3 separate regions of the Ovis aries genome follow, and regions 1 and 2 are each linked to region 3. The links are chromatin contacts, called in public Hi-C maps. All regions are on one chromosome and are shown on one strand. The core of a region is the stretch at or near the end of the contact, and the rest is flanking DNA. Distances in the headings are between cores, read along the strand shown. Region 1 holds the start of RAD51B (RAD51 paralog B). Region 2 overlaps RAD51B (RAD51 paralog B). Region 3 has its middle 21 kb from the start of ZFP36L1.

Region 1 (4,551 bases), core at 74-2,573, 970 kb after region 3:
ACCAATCATCCAAGTTTTGGAAGATAATTTTTGGGTTGCTTTGGTTTTTTCTCCGCCTTTAGTGGTGAAATAGTTTGGAAAATATTCAATGAAACTGCTCAAGCCAAAAACATGTAATGGGGAAAAGTCCGAGTCTATAGTTGAAGAACATGACGGAAACCAGAAAGTTCAGTATAAAAACAGCTGTGATGAGGAAACCTAGTAAATTGTTTTAAGACTCGATTTCAGATTATTATATTTGAAAATGGCTTTTTGCTAATTCTTTGCTCTCATCTCCCCTGTGCATACCTCTGTGTTATCATTTAGCCCACTGCATCGTAACTATTGACCTGTACCCCTCAGTAGACTGTGATCTCTTTGAGGACAAGGACCACATCTTCTTCAGCTTCTAAAGTAGAGTCTAGCGCACTTCACGGTTGTCGGTTCAGTTCAGTTCAGTTGCTCAGTTGTATCCGACTCTTTACAACCCCATGAACTGCAGCACGCCAGGCCTCCCTGTTCATCACCAACTCCCCGAGTCCACCCAAACCCGTGTCCATTGAGTCGGTGATGCCACCAAGCCATCTCATCCTCTGTCGTCCCCTTCTCCTCCTGCCCTCAATCCCTCTGAGCATCAGGGTCTTTTCAAATGAGTCAGCTCTTCACATCAGGTGGCCAAAGTATTGGAGTTTCAGCTTCAACATCAGTCCTTCCAATGAACACCCAGGACTGATCTCCTTTAGGATGGACTAGTTGGATCTCCTTGCAGTCCAAGGGACTCTCAAGAGTCTTCTCCAACACCACAGTTCAAGAGCATCAATTCTTTGGCGCTCAGCTTTCTTTATAGTCCGACTCTCACATCCATACATGACTACTGGAAAAACCATAGCCTTGACTAGACGGACCTTTGTTGACAAAGTAATGTCTCTGCTTTTTAATATGTTGTCTAGGTTGGTCATAAGTCGGAAAATGAGCAAATACATAACGGGAGTTAAGCAGAAGGAACTGGAAATTCAGAACGTAGGGTTCCAGAATTATAAGGGAGTCCAAGTGGACGGAATAATAACGAAGGACTTAAGTCTCCTTGATCTGGGTATCCCCAGGGCGTGGCAAAGCACTGTCACTGGCTGGCGCTAGGTAAACGCTAACTTCAAACTAGGAGGAGAAAAGAAAACAAAAGAAAAAAGATCAAGGCACACAGCTATTCCTGCCACTCGCTCCATCGAAGGCAAAACGGAAGGTATCAAGCGGAGGAACTGTCAGAACTGTGAGGGATGGTCCTAAGGCACGTATCTGGTATCGCTTTCCCAGCTGGCTAGCTTCCTCGGGTCCTGAGGTAGAGTCACGTGACCCAAACAAATATGGCGCTTTATTTGCATCTTTCCTCCATTGACCAATTACAGTAGCCGATGTCAATCCTCATTCCCGCCTCCCCCTCACCCCCCTGCCCCAGCCTGCCGAACAAGATTTGTCACCTGACTCGGCTCAAACATGGCTTCGCTGGAAGATGTACAGATTTGGGCACCGGGAGCGGGTGAGTGTAAGGCGCCCGGAGGAGGCAGGAGCGCTCTCCACGATCCGGATAGGAAGCGTCCCCGCGCCCCAATCCCCACCGCCTTCCCGTTCTGACACCGATTCCTCTCCTGATCGTCAGTGCTCTGCCTTAAAAGAGGGCTCAAACTAGGGAGGTTCCTGCTGAATTTCTCATCTTTAGGGAGGCGACCACCTGGGGATTTGAAGCCAGATTGGGCATAAAGTTCAGGAGGAAATAAGGAAGTGGAGTTTTGGGTCTGCGTTGCGGGCTAATATGACGATTAATATTAATCAAATATTGGATGCGCCTAGAGAGATGGGATCCACCCCTTGGGGAAAGGTGGAACTTCTCAAAAAGAGAGACAGTAACATGTCAGATTAGAAAAGTAAGTCCTGCCTTTCCTCGTACGGGAAGTGATTACTAGTTTGTCTTATTCCTTCCTTTTCTTTTCTCTCGGATGTGTATTGTTTCTAGGAGATAGTCCACAAATGAGAAAAAAGCCGATGTGTTTTCTGTAATTCATCTGTTTCTATCTCCCTGCACTCTGTGCTGGGGAAAATGCACCATCCATTTGGAAAAGAGGAAGCTGCTTCCCAGAAGCAGCTTTTAGGATTTTTCTGTGAGTGCCTTCGGAGAGGAGAATGGGAGCTGGCAAAGGCATGCGTACCTCAGCTACACGAGGCACAAGGGGATATCCCAAAGAAGGTGGAAGATATACTTTGGGCGCTGGTCCTGTGTCCCAATCAGCTGAGGTAAGGGATCTCTTGCTTCCTGCCATGCAGTCACAGGACGAGAGAGGAAATGTTCAATACTTGAGCTCTGGTCCACGTGCCTCACTCAATCACCTTTGAAGAATTAACAAAGGCAGATTGTATTTCACTTGTTCTGAAATTTTACTTCTATAATATTGTTACATGCCTGTTTATTACTTAATCAGTTTGGCTTTGAACTATCATCTGAAACTGCATTTAAGCCTGGAACGAGCATTTCATGTTTATTATCATTAATAATAAAGCATTTTCTTTGCCTCCATAAGAGCAAATCCTGCTCCCTTCTTGCTTGTGATATTGAAGATACTGTTGTAGCTTTAACAAAGGACCAGAAGTGAGTTCACTTGAAACTTTTTATTTTGAAATAATTAATTATAGACTCACAAGAAATGCATAAATAATACAAAGAGTACCCTTTCCCCAACTTCCCCCAATTGTGACATCTTATATAACTATAGTGAATATCAAACCACAAAATTGACACCAGTACTGTTAACTAGGGGGGGCTTCCCTCATGGCTTAGCAGTAAAGAATTCGCCTGCCAATGCAGGAGACTCGGGTTCAGCCCCAGGGTCAGGAATATCCCTTGGAGAAGGAAATGGCAACCCACTCCAGTATTCTTTCCTGGGAAATCCCATGGACAGAGGAGCTGGCAGGCCATGGGGTCGCAAAGAGTTGGACACGACTAGGCGACTAAACCACCACCACTGATAGCTAGACTACATCCTGATTTGGTTTTCACAGTTTTTTTAATCTGCATTCTCTCTCTCTCTTTTTTTTTTTTTTTTTTTGGCCGTTCTGCACTGCATGCAGGGTCCTAGTGCCCCAACCAGAGATGGAACCCACACCCCGTGCATTAGAAGTGTGAGTCCCAACCACTGGACCACCAGGGTAGTCCCAATATGTATTCATTTTTATGTGTGCAGCTCTGTGCATCTTTATCCATTCTAAGATTCATGTAACTACCACTATAATCAGGCATCACCGCAAAAGAATTCCGGCACCCCCCCTCCACCAGTCCCTGGGACTACCCATTTGTGCATTGATTCCTTCTTTGTCCCCTAGCAACCAGTGTTCTCTGTGTGAATTTTGAAGTTCTTCCTGGCAGTGCTATTAACAGTTAGTGGTATAGGAGTTAAACTTCAGTCTTTTCCCTCATTTTTCCTTACTCTGGAAGTTATTTATAAGAAAGTATTGTATTAGCACATATAGAATGGAGATTTACATGATTCTTTTCTTCCTTTAAATTTGGATTCTAGTCAATTACTGTCTAAACTACTAACTTCAAAGAAAGGCTTATGAACTCATATAATTCTGTTTTTTATGCTAAGTTGCTTCAGTCATGTCTAACTCTTTGCGACCTTATGGACTGTAGCCTGCCAGGTTCCTCTGTCCATGGAATTCTCCAGGCAAGAATACTGGAATGGGTTGCCATTTCCTGCTCCAGGGCATCTGCCAATGCAGGGACTGAACCCACCTCTCTAATGTATCCTGCATTAGCAGACAGGTTCTTTACCACTAGGGCCACCTGGGAAGCCCCAATCCTATTTTTAGCACAGAGTTAAAAAACAAATTTTTATGAACTTTCTGGTTTCTTTGATTACTTGATATCAGTTTCTATTTCAAGAGTTCAAGTTTTGTTTCAGACAGTTTTGCTTTTATGGTTTTTGGTGGAATATTATTTTGTTTAAAAATAAGTAAGACTAGATAAGGAGATAGAGATAGAATTGAGACCTTTTCCTTTTTTATTTTTTAAGTGAATGCTGCTAGTTCTGTTCTGATTCTCCCTCTACTGATCTGTCACATACATTCAAAAATTTCTCATTAGGGCAATGTCTTGCCTGTTCAGGTGTAAAACAGACTGAGCAATGAAATCTAAATTTTGGATCACAGAGAAGAAAAAATCAGTAGAAACTCTTTGTTTAGAATTTTTTTTCTTTTTACATTTTTCAGATGTGGACAGGATATCAGTCCTCAAAGATTAGCCTGGTTCTGGCTTCTTGTACTGGAAAAATGGTTGGCCCTGGAAAAGGTAAAGAGGTTTACATTTCAAATTTTCTCCTGAGGCCAGGATTGAAAAGAACTTGGAAGGAGTTGTGAAATTTCCCTTCTGTCTGCTGTTTCCTTTGTTTTGAGGTTTGTTGTAATCCTTTTTCAGTACTGACAGTGAGGTTGGCTTGAATATTTATTGATGTCTCCTTACCTAAATTCATTTATTAATTTACTAACCTACATTGGCATTGAGTCACCAACATACCATTGGAGGTG
Region 2 (4,158 bases), core at 838-3,337, 580 kb after region 3:
GATGTTATTTAAATACATGTATAAGGCCCTCAGTGAAGGCTGGTCATCCTAAGGTTATGACCAACCTTGGGCATACCCTCAAGGCCTGTTGCTGGAGAAAATTTGGGGGAAGATCTGGCCTATTTTGGGTAAGGCTTTTCTCCCTATGGACAAAAAATAATAAAACCATGGCCACTGTGCTTTTTTCATTTTGGAAATACAAATCTAGAGAATTCTGTATGATTCAAAAACATCTGATGAAAGGAGCTGACTACATTTTGGTTATGTCTCTGCATCTTGAGCATTATAATGGGAAAACTAAGTTTCTTGACTCAGAAGCAAACATGGAAACAAGCCATGACTCATTTCTGTCATTGTTCTATTCCAGAAACTTAAAAGCATGGCCTGCGTACTGAGGATCCCACATAAACACGCAGAGACACATTTGCTGTTGTCCTCAGAGCAGAAGATATCACTTAATTGAAGGGTATGAGAATAAAACACAGGACAAATGGTGGCAGGGAGTGGGGAGAGGGGGTAGCGAGGAGTGATGAAAATAGCGAAACGATCATAAATAAATAATTCAGAATGGATGCTCAGTACAAAAGTGGAGCCAAGCCAGGCTATAGTTCCGAGGCTGCATCTCGGGTTATTTTGAGCAACACATTTATTCACTAAAGCACCAAAGCAGCTATTAGAGGAAACAATAAAGAGGTCCCTTCCCCCTGGAAATTTGAGTCTTGCTTTGGAATTTTTATGACATTTCATTCTTAACAAACAAGAAGGTCTCACAACCCTCTTTGAGCTTCAAAGCCTCCCCACGGTGGTGGCCTGAGATGGATATCCGTGGCCTGATTTATGTACGTTGTTTCAGGTATTCTCAAAAGTCACATAGTTTATTCTTTATGAACAAGTGGCATCTCTGGAGGGCGAACAAACAAACAAAACCCCCAAATCCCTAAGCTGCAGGCTTGCCCTGATTACTGTGACTCACCTGGGTCCCATCAACAAGGAGCCTTCACGTCACCAATGTCTTCCCTGAAAACTCAAGTCAGGGCCGGCACCCTCAGCTATAAGCTAAAAATACCCTGAGATTCCCAGTTGGAAAGTAGAGTAGGGTGTGGTGGAAGTACGGTAAACTGTAGTCCAGTTCATGCAACAAGTGGGTTCCTGAAAAGTCAAGGTTTAAATACTTCTTTTTTCTTCGCTTTTGTAAATGGAATCATTTACAATTCACATCAGGAAGCATGCTATTTAATGAAAATCCGATTGTGGCTCCAGTTGTAAGGAATGCTTTTATAATTAAAATAAGACCTTTCTGTTTGATCCATTTTACACATTCAGACTTGGTTTCATTGGGATGCCTTGAGGTAGAGTATACTTAGAGTGCTATCGCTAGACTTAAATATGGATTGTTTTGTTACAACGATATTCTTTTTCAGCAAAAAATCCGAAGAAGTATTTCTGCACCCCCAAGCTCATCCCCTTTACAACGTGAAAGGACAACGCCAGAGCAGCTCCGTTTAGCACAGCACATCCTGTGGCTCAGGAGGGGCTCAGGGCAGCAGACACTTCCAGCACTGCGACTCGGGCAGAGCAGCATCAGGGGGAAGAAACAGAGGCAGGGTCCCACAGAGCACGTGGCAGCATTTCTAAACCCGCTAAACAGCTGAACCAAGATCAGGCTGTTCTTTCAAAACCAAAGCCCTTCTGTATACCTGAGTTAATGAGGGCAGCATTTTCAAGCTTGGTCCAGCTTGGCCCCTGCTGCCCCTCGGCCACACCCGCCGACACCACTTGGGGACAAGGGCTCAGGCCTCTTTTCCCCAGACCCTCCCTGACCCACTGGCACACAAGGGCAAGAGTGCCAGCGCCACTGGGTGCGTCCATCTAGATTTGCCATTTCACAGCAGCTGCCTGCAGGCCCTGTCTACATGGATGCAATGGGGCATAGAAATTAAAATGCTGGGGAGCTGGAAAAAAAAGGAAAGAGGGAAACCTTAAAGACAGTATCTTGGAAGCATATGTTTTAGAATCACTGCAGCCAGCTCCCTGTCAAGAAAATATTGGCCAGGTTGGTTGGTCCAATCTCCTGCAACCACAGATGGTTTATGCCTCACAGCTCGGGTCCCTGCTCCAAGAGCAGCAAGAAACAAAGGCTATCGTGCTATGTGGTGTAGTAATTCTGCCACCTAGTGTTTCACACGGAAACAAACAAATATCTTTAAAAGTAGATGCAGTGTTAAAAGAGTAAAAAGAACCAAGAACACTGCTAAACTGCATTTTTTCTTTCTTTCTTTCTTAAAAAAAGAGCATCCTTCATTTATGCTGGCATCCTGGGGAGGCATCACCAACAATCACAATAATCCTTTTCTCCTTTGAATGGAAAGACGGGGAACATTAGGTCTCAAGTTCAGGATGTGAAGGAGAAACGAGGATAACCTCAAAAACCCATTTTAATGATTTTTAAAAGGCTGAGTCCCTCCATGGAAGGTAAATAGCACTAATAGAATAAAACAAGCCAGGAAGTAAAAACCATCTGGGCAGGCGCAGTGTAGCCACTATACTTTCTGCCTTAGAAAGAAAAGAAACCAGGGATTGCTCCACAAGGCACTGTCACCTGTGTATGCATGTATCAGGGGGTAATGAAACGAACCGCGGGCTTAGAGTGAAAGCCTGGGTTTGAGACCCAACTCAGCACCCACCTGTGCTGGGTGAGTTACTCTGTATCTCTGAGCTTTGTTTTTCTTTTCTGGAAAACAGTTGTACTTATGCCTGCTTTTCCTACTTTTACAAAACTGTCCAGAGGATCAGTTTGAACATGTATGCAAAGGCGCCTGTCAGCTAGAAAGCACTATGGAGACCATCTCCGCTGCTCTGTCGTACCCTTCCTTGGCTGACAGCATCAGTTACATCTACGGAGCCCTCTGTGTGAAGGGCTTGCATAACCAATTTGTGTTTATTCTCAAATAAGTATACTTCCCAGGTGGCTCGGTGGGTCAACAATCTGCCTGCAATGCAGGAGACTCAGGAGATGCAGGTTCGATCCCTGAGTTGGGAAGATCCCCTGGAGGAGGGCATGGCAACCCTCTCCACTATTCTTGCCTGGAGAATCCCCATGGACAGAGGAGCCTGGTGGGCTACAGACCACAGTGTCACAAAGAGTTGGAGACCAATGAAGCGGCTGAGCACAGCACAAATGTCTTTACGATTATAAGAAGTATTAAATTAGAAAATGTTCAAATAGCTTATGCAACATAGGAAAGTCTCCCCCACTAGAGTAGAGAAGGAATTTGTATTATCGTGTAAAATCAGGTTATTCCAAATGTGTCTCCTCAAAGTTACATTCCCTTGAGAATGATGAGGTTATCTTGATCAGCTGTTTTTACTAAAATCCATATATTTGTCCATGTTCTTAAAGTTATAGAGAATCTGAACCGAAATTTCCTTCTGGGGGCACAGCTTTTGTTGTGATAATAACCCAGGCATCAGGCCATACTAACTAAATGGTATAACTTCAGGCAAGTTGCTTGGAGTTCTCAATTTCAGTTTCTGAAAGCACAAAACGTAAGGGGCAAACAAAACTGCCCCTCCCAGTTCAATGATGAAAAGCTGTTCTTCTGCTTTTGACAGTAAAATTTCAAGAAAATTTAAAGCTCCTGGTAGACCAGCTACAATGTGATCTTCAGAAAAGTCCTAACGGTGTGTAAGTTTTCAATCACAAGATACAAAGGACAGCATCAGGAGAGAGAGCCACTGAGGGATGGGGGGGTGTGTGCCCTCTATCAGAATCTTAAAGCTAATCAGAAACCACCACAGGCTAAAACAAACAGGCTGCGAGAAAATGCTTACCCAGCCACCTACCTAGGCTTTCAAAGTTCCAAAGAAAGACTTTGCTTCCATGTAGCTCCGAAAACACCCTTTGCTCTTTTTAGTAATATTTTTAACAACGCCAAGAAAAGAGTTCTATTTATCCAGATTTCCTCTCTCCCTACCAATGTCAACATTAGCAGGGAGGACGGCAAAAACAGCCTAGAGTTTTCCTGACATGAACGTCAGACCAGAGTCACACGGCAGAGGGGTCAGGCTTGGAACCTGACTGCCAACAGAGGATACAAGTCCTGCCTAGAAAAACCTAGCCATGGATTTCTGTTTCTGAAATCTCAACCACACTGAGTT
Region 3 (4,700 bases), core at 907-3,406:
CATCTGCAGAACAACCTGTGAGGTAAGGTCCTATGTTATCCTCATTTCTCAAGTGAGGAAGCTGAGGCTCAGAGAGGTTGAGCCACTTGCTGGAGATCACACAGCGAGCCAGTATTTGAACTGGACTGGTTCGACTCTGAAGCTGCAACAGATTTCCAGATGTTCTTCTCTCCCTCCCCACAACCTGGAGGTGATTAGCACCAAGGCCTGACTTTGCATAGTTGCAGTGTCACTGAGCAGAAACCTTCTCTTCATCCATCCCTCCAGCTGTGGGCTGATGGGCTAGGCCTGGATCAAAACACCTTGGAGACCATCTAATACAACTCATCTCCACCCCCATTTTTCCGATGAGAAAACTGGAGAGGAAAGTGACTGTGCAAGGTGACAGTCCTAATGAGAAGATACCTAGAGATTAAGCTTGAGGAATAGAGGCAGTGGAGTGGATGGAGGTCACCCCTGCCATCAAACTGGCATTGATACCAAGTCAGTGGTGCAGTGGTAAAGAATCCAGGAGACACAAGATACGTGGGTTTGATCCCTGGGTTGGGAAGATCCCCTGGAGAAGGAAGTGGCAACCCACTCCAGTATTCTTGCCTGGAGAATCCCATGGACAAAGGAGCCTGGAGGGTTACAGTCCAAGGGGCCACAAAGACTCAGAAATGAATGAGCGACTGAGCGTGCACACACACAACATCCTCACAGTAGAGTCCTCAGCCTCCCGTTGCCATCTTGTTCCCTGCCCCCTTCCCCTCCAGGAGCTGCCCCAGGGATATGTGGGTGGGATGTGGATTCAGGCAGCTGGCTAGGAACTGAGACTGGGGTCAGGGATGGGGTCCTCCATCTCCCTGCCCTGTAGGACAGTCCAGGGGGCAGGCCATGCCCCTTGTGGCACACCTCATGTGTCACTGAGGTGACTCCAGAGCAGACACATAGATAATTAAAAATGCTCATTGGAGAAATGGCTGTATCCTGTACCCACAGTAGGGAGGAGATGAAACGCCCAACGTGCAGGTGGATAGATGGTACAGCATGTCTTCTTACCGTTGCTCACCTGGATCCATCAAATGTGGCTCTCCTTCAGGTTTAGGGGAGAAGCCCGCACAAATCTGGTTCAGGGAGCAGCAAGTTCACGGGCCCGGGGCACTTGGCAGAGGTTTTCGCTGGTGGGACATGATTCCTGGGCTCTGAGGCAGGTGGCTAATTGTTCAGCTTTCTCTGCATGTTGCCCCTTTTGAAGTGGGGTCTTTGGGTACCAGATGAATAGACCTGGGGTCTCTGACCCTCTACATCCCCTCCCCTTCCACCATCCAGTTCCATCCTTCCAGTCTCTGCATCTCCTTTCACCATCTACAGCTTCTCACCTGTTCTACCTGCTGCCTCAGACTCTCTCCCACCTCCCTGACATCTCTTCCTTCTTCCTGTTGGCCTCAGCTTAGAGGTTCCTCAGAGAGGGAACAACAGCCTCCTCATCCCAACTCTGAAATAGTTTTCCATGCATACAAGTTCTTTGAGCAGCTTATTCTTTTCCTTCAGAGGAATTTGAACACTTTCTCAAATGGAACCGTATTTATTTATGAGATTATCTGTTTAAACGAATCTGTCTCTTCTGTTAGAGAGGGTCTCATGAGGTAGGAGCTTGGTGACGGTCACCTCTGGTCTTCAGTGCCCAGCAGGGCATATGAGACTCAATGAGTGAATAACAGGATCCTCAGGACAGGAGGAGCCGCTGGGCCAGTTGTTCTATAAATGTCTCCCTAGGAGCTGCTCCTGGGAACTTGTTAGCAAGGAAATGCAGATGTCCTGACTTTGGGTGTAGGAATCTGGGTTTGAAGCAACTGGGCACTCAGATTCAGGGGGCACAGAGGAGTTCAAGAACCACTGGCGGAAGCAAATGCCCTGCTGTTGGATCAGTGCCCCCGCGGCAAAGGGCCGCCGATAAAAGGCACTGGGGATGAGCAAGTCCACGTCGGGCCCGCCGGCCCGGCCGAGTGTCCGGGACCCTGGGTCATCACCGGGACCCTTGCCCCGGCCCGCCGTGCTGTTCGGCACACCGGCCACTGGAGGGCAGTGCGACCACGTTGCATCGCGCCCCTGCTCGGCTGCAGGCGGGCGCAGCCCTCGGAGGCCTTCCGGGAGGCGGCCGGGGCGGCTTCAGGCAAGAGACGAGAAGTAGGGATCGCGGCCCAGGCTGCGGCCTCGGCTCACAGGTCCCCCAGACGCTCTCAGAGGCCGAAGGAGCCGGCTGGAGCGCACCCCCGGCCCCGGTATCGCCGGGGGTGGCTGGGTGGGGCTCCGTGCCTCGCCTCCTCCAAGGCCAGGCCTGCTGCCTGGAAGGTTGGGAGTTTGGCTCGCTCGGGGCCTGGAAAGTTCAGCGGCCCCGAGAGTGCGGGACGCGCAGGGGAGGAGGCGCCGTCCGGCCGCAAAGGGCAGAGCGCCCGCCCGGGGAGGGCGGCGGGACCTTGACTGCCTCCCCAGAGGCAAAGGGCAGCCTGCCGCGTGACCCCTCAGGAGTGCAAAACAAGGCGGCCATCTTGGCGGCGCCTTAACCCCCTCGTGGCCGGCGCCCGGCCCAGCCCGGCGGCGAGGGCACCTTGAGGGTTGGAAGCTGCGATGCCGCGGAATTTCCAAGACCTAGAAGAAAACCTTGGATCCTGGCAACTCCCCCCGGGGTGGTGGTGGTGTTTGGAAACCCCATCCCATATCCCATATAGCATGAGGAGCCCGAGCCTTTGTAAGTGAATTGATTTGTTCCAGTCACCCCTTCCTTCTTTGCCCCTTATTCCAGGATCAGAAAGCTTAGAGGCCGCGAACAGGCAGCAAACGTTGCTCCTGGTGGTCTTCAGGTGTCTGGGACTAGCCCAGCGTCAGTCGGCACCCCCGCCCCCAGACAACTGTATCTCACAGCATTAACAGCAGCTTCTTCACACGCAGGCCCGTCTCCCAGCCAAGCCAGGGACTGGCAGCTGAAGCAGAATTGAAGTGGCCTGCTCCTTTGAGCTCCTCTCCACCTTGAGGCCTTCAGCCGCCTTTCTGAATGCCATTTGAGGAGCCATAGGCCCTCCAGGCTCCACCGGTCCTGCGGTCTTGTATCTGACCTGGTTCACACATTGATATTGTCTGTCATACGAGTACTTTTCAGCTCTTCGCATATCCTTTCTTCTTAATAGCATCGGTTCTTCAAGATCCAGCTTAAATATAAGCTCCAGGAAACCATCCTCCATTTCCCCCTTCATTTCCAGCGGAGCCTGTCTTTTCCCTCCCTGCCCACCTGTGGTTCCACTGACCTCTGCTGTAGGAGCTTCTGTTTTCCTCTCTCCTCTCTGAACTGTGGGCACCAGGAGGGTAGGGACTGTGTGACAGTGGTCTTTGTATCCCCCTTGGTCCCTCCCATATGTCAGTCGTACAGGAAAGGGTTATTCCAAGAGTCAAGAGATTATTGAATGGTTTTAGTGTTGTAAACAAATTTTCCAAATATTTTGAACCTTGAGCGAAGGAACATGCAATGGAATTTTATTAAGCTGTGATGGAACCCTTTTGTGTTTAATTGCTTTGTTATTTTTAGTGGAAGGAACAAAAACCATGGGTCCTAGCTGACCAAGAGGACTAACTAACCACTGAGCTCCAAGTGTTCTTGTTGCTTCCACTGTGTGGCCTTGGGGTTGGAGCCTGTGACATGTGAAGGCTGGCCCCAAGGACCAGCAGAGGAAGGTCTGTGTGTCTGACTGGGCTTGAGGCTGTGATTTCAGGCTGCCATCTCAAGATGAGACAGAAAAGAAAGTGCCTTGACAGTCTTGGAGAAGGTCGAAGCTAAAATAATCTTTTCTTTTTTCCTTTTAAAAAAAAAGCCCAAGTGCCCCCACGAAAGACTCCAGAAAACCCCTTTCATGCCTCACCCACAGATAATTTGCTGAACATTCATTCAGGGGAAAACAAAGAGGTGGTTTTGTTTATTTATTTAAGAGGAAAAATAAATGAGCTGTGACAAAACAATTTGAAACCAGGCCCCTCCGAGACCTGGGCTTTCACTTCCTTGATGGGAAGTAAAACAGAGAATCGAATCCCCCTCCAAATAAAAGTGAAGTTAATAATCAGACAGCTCGAGCCCTGGCCACATCCTGTGTCAGCTCCCTCCCTCCCTTGGCTCACTGTTTATAGCTGTAGAGCCGCCCTCTGGAGCCCAGAGTCGACTTAACTCTTTCCTCTCCGTCCCAGGGAAGCCCAACCCTGCTCTGAGGCTGGTAGGTTCCTCACACCCTCTGTGCAGGTCTGGCCTCAGCAAGGCTGGCTCTCCCCAGGTTTGCCCACGTGGGCCTGTCCTCCAGAGGCCTGCCAGCCTGTCTTTCAGCCGCTGGCTGATGAGTTTAACAAGCCCAGCTTCAACGTGAGTGATGTGTTCTGCTTGTCCTGCACAAAACCCAAAGTGGGCACAGGCGGGCTGCACTGGGTAAGCTGGCTGCACTGAGCTCAGGTGCTCAGAGCTCCAGAAGCTCCCTGTGAGAGGAGCTTCCCTCTCTTAAGAAGACACTAAACCCACTCCTGTTCCGGACTCAGGGCCTGTTGCCTCCACAGCTTGGTGGTCTCTGTGAACTGCATCCTGCCAGGAAGAAGCACAGACCTTTGGGGCTTCTGGCTTGTGCACAGAGCAGTGCTATGCGTGTCTGTGAAAACTTCAGGCTTTCTTCAAATGCTTTCCCTTGTTG

The links. Hi-C and Micro-C count contacts between places; a contact is called where the count stands out from the background.
Region 1: a Hi-C map of blood shows a contact between it and region 3, with 4 times the contacts expected there. The contact joins the promoter of RAD51B here to the enhancer-like site in region 3. A contact is called at or near these places in 8 of 16 Hi-C or Micro-C datasets (blood, mixed tissues, omental adipose tissue and 2 more).
Region 2: a Hi-C map of liver shows a contact between it and region 3, with 11 times the contacts expected there. The contact joins two enhancer-like sites. A contact is called at or near these places in 14 of 16 Hi-C or Micro-C datasets (blood, hypothalamus, liver and 7 more).

What each region holds. Positions count from the first base shown.
Region 1 is chr7:77,754,630-77,759,180 of ARS-UI_Ramb_v3.0, reverse strand. RAD51B (RAD51 paralog B) reads right to left here and starts at 1,323. Exons shown (of 11, transcript XM_060418204.1): 1 at 1-1,323. ZFYVE26 (zinc finger FYVE-type containing 26) reads left to right here and starts at 1,457. Exons shown (of 41, transcript XM_060418198.1): 1 at 1,457-1,513; 2 at 1,988-2,265; 3 at 4,237-4,315. The coding sequence starts at 2,072.
Region 2 is chr7:78,145,085-78,149,242 of ARS-UI_Ramb_v3.0, reverse strand. The region is part of intron 7 of RAD51B (RAD51 paralog B); the gene reads right to left. Among named protein-coding and RNA genes, the nearest start is that of RAD51B, 390 kb to the right of the region's middle. Within about 2 kb of position 2,087, at least 29 of the 54 cell types and tissues checked have an H3K27ac peak or open chromatin away from gene starts, as enhancers often do. A contact at or near this core is called in liver, where this site is marked.
Region 3 is chr7:78,721,482-78,726,181 of ARS-UI_Ramb_v3.0, reverse strand. No RefSeq gene overlaps it. Among named protein-coding and RNA genes, the nearest start is that of ZFP36L1, 21 kb to the right of the region's middle. Within about 2 kb of position 2,156, at least 33 of the 54 cell types and tissues checked have an H3K27ac peak or open chromatin away from gene starts, as enhancers often do. A contact at or near this core is called in liver, where this site is marked.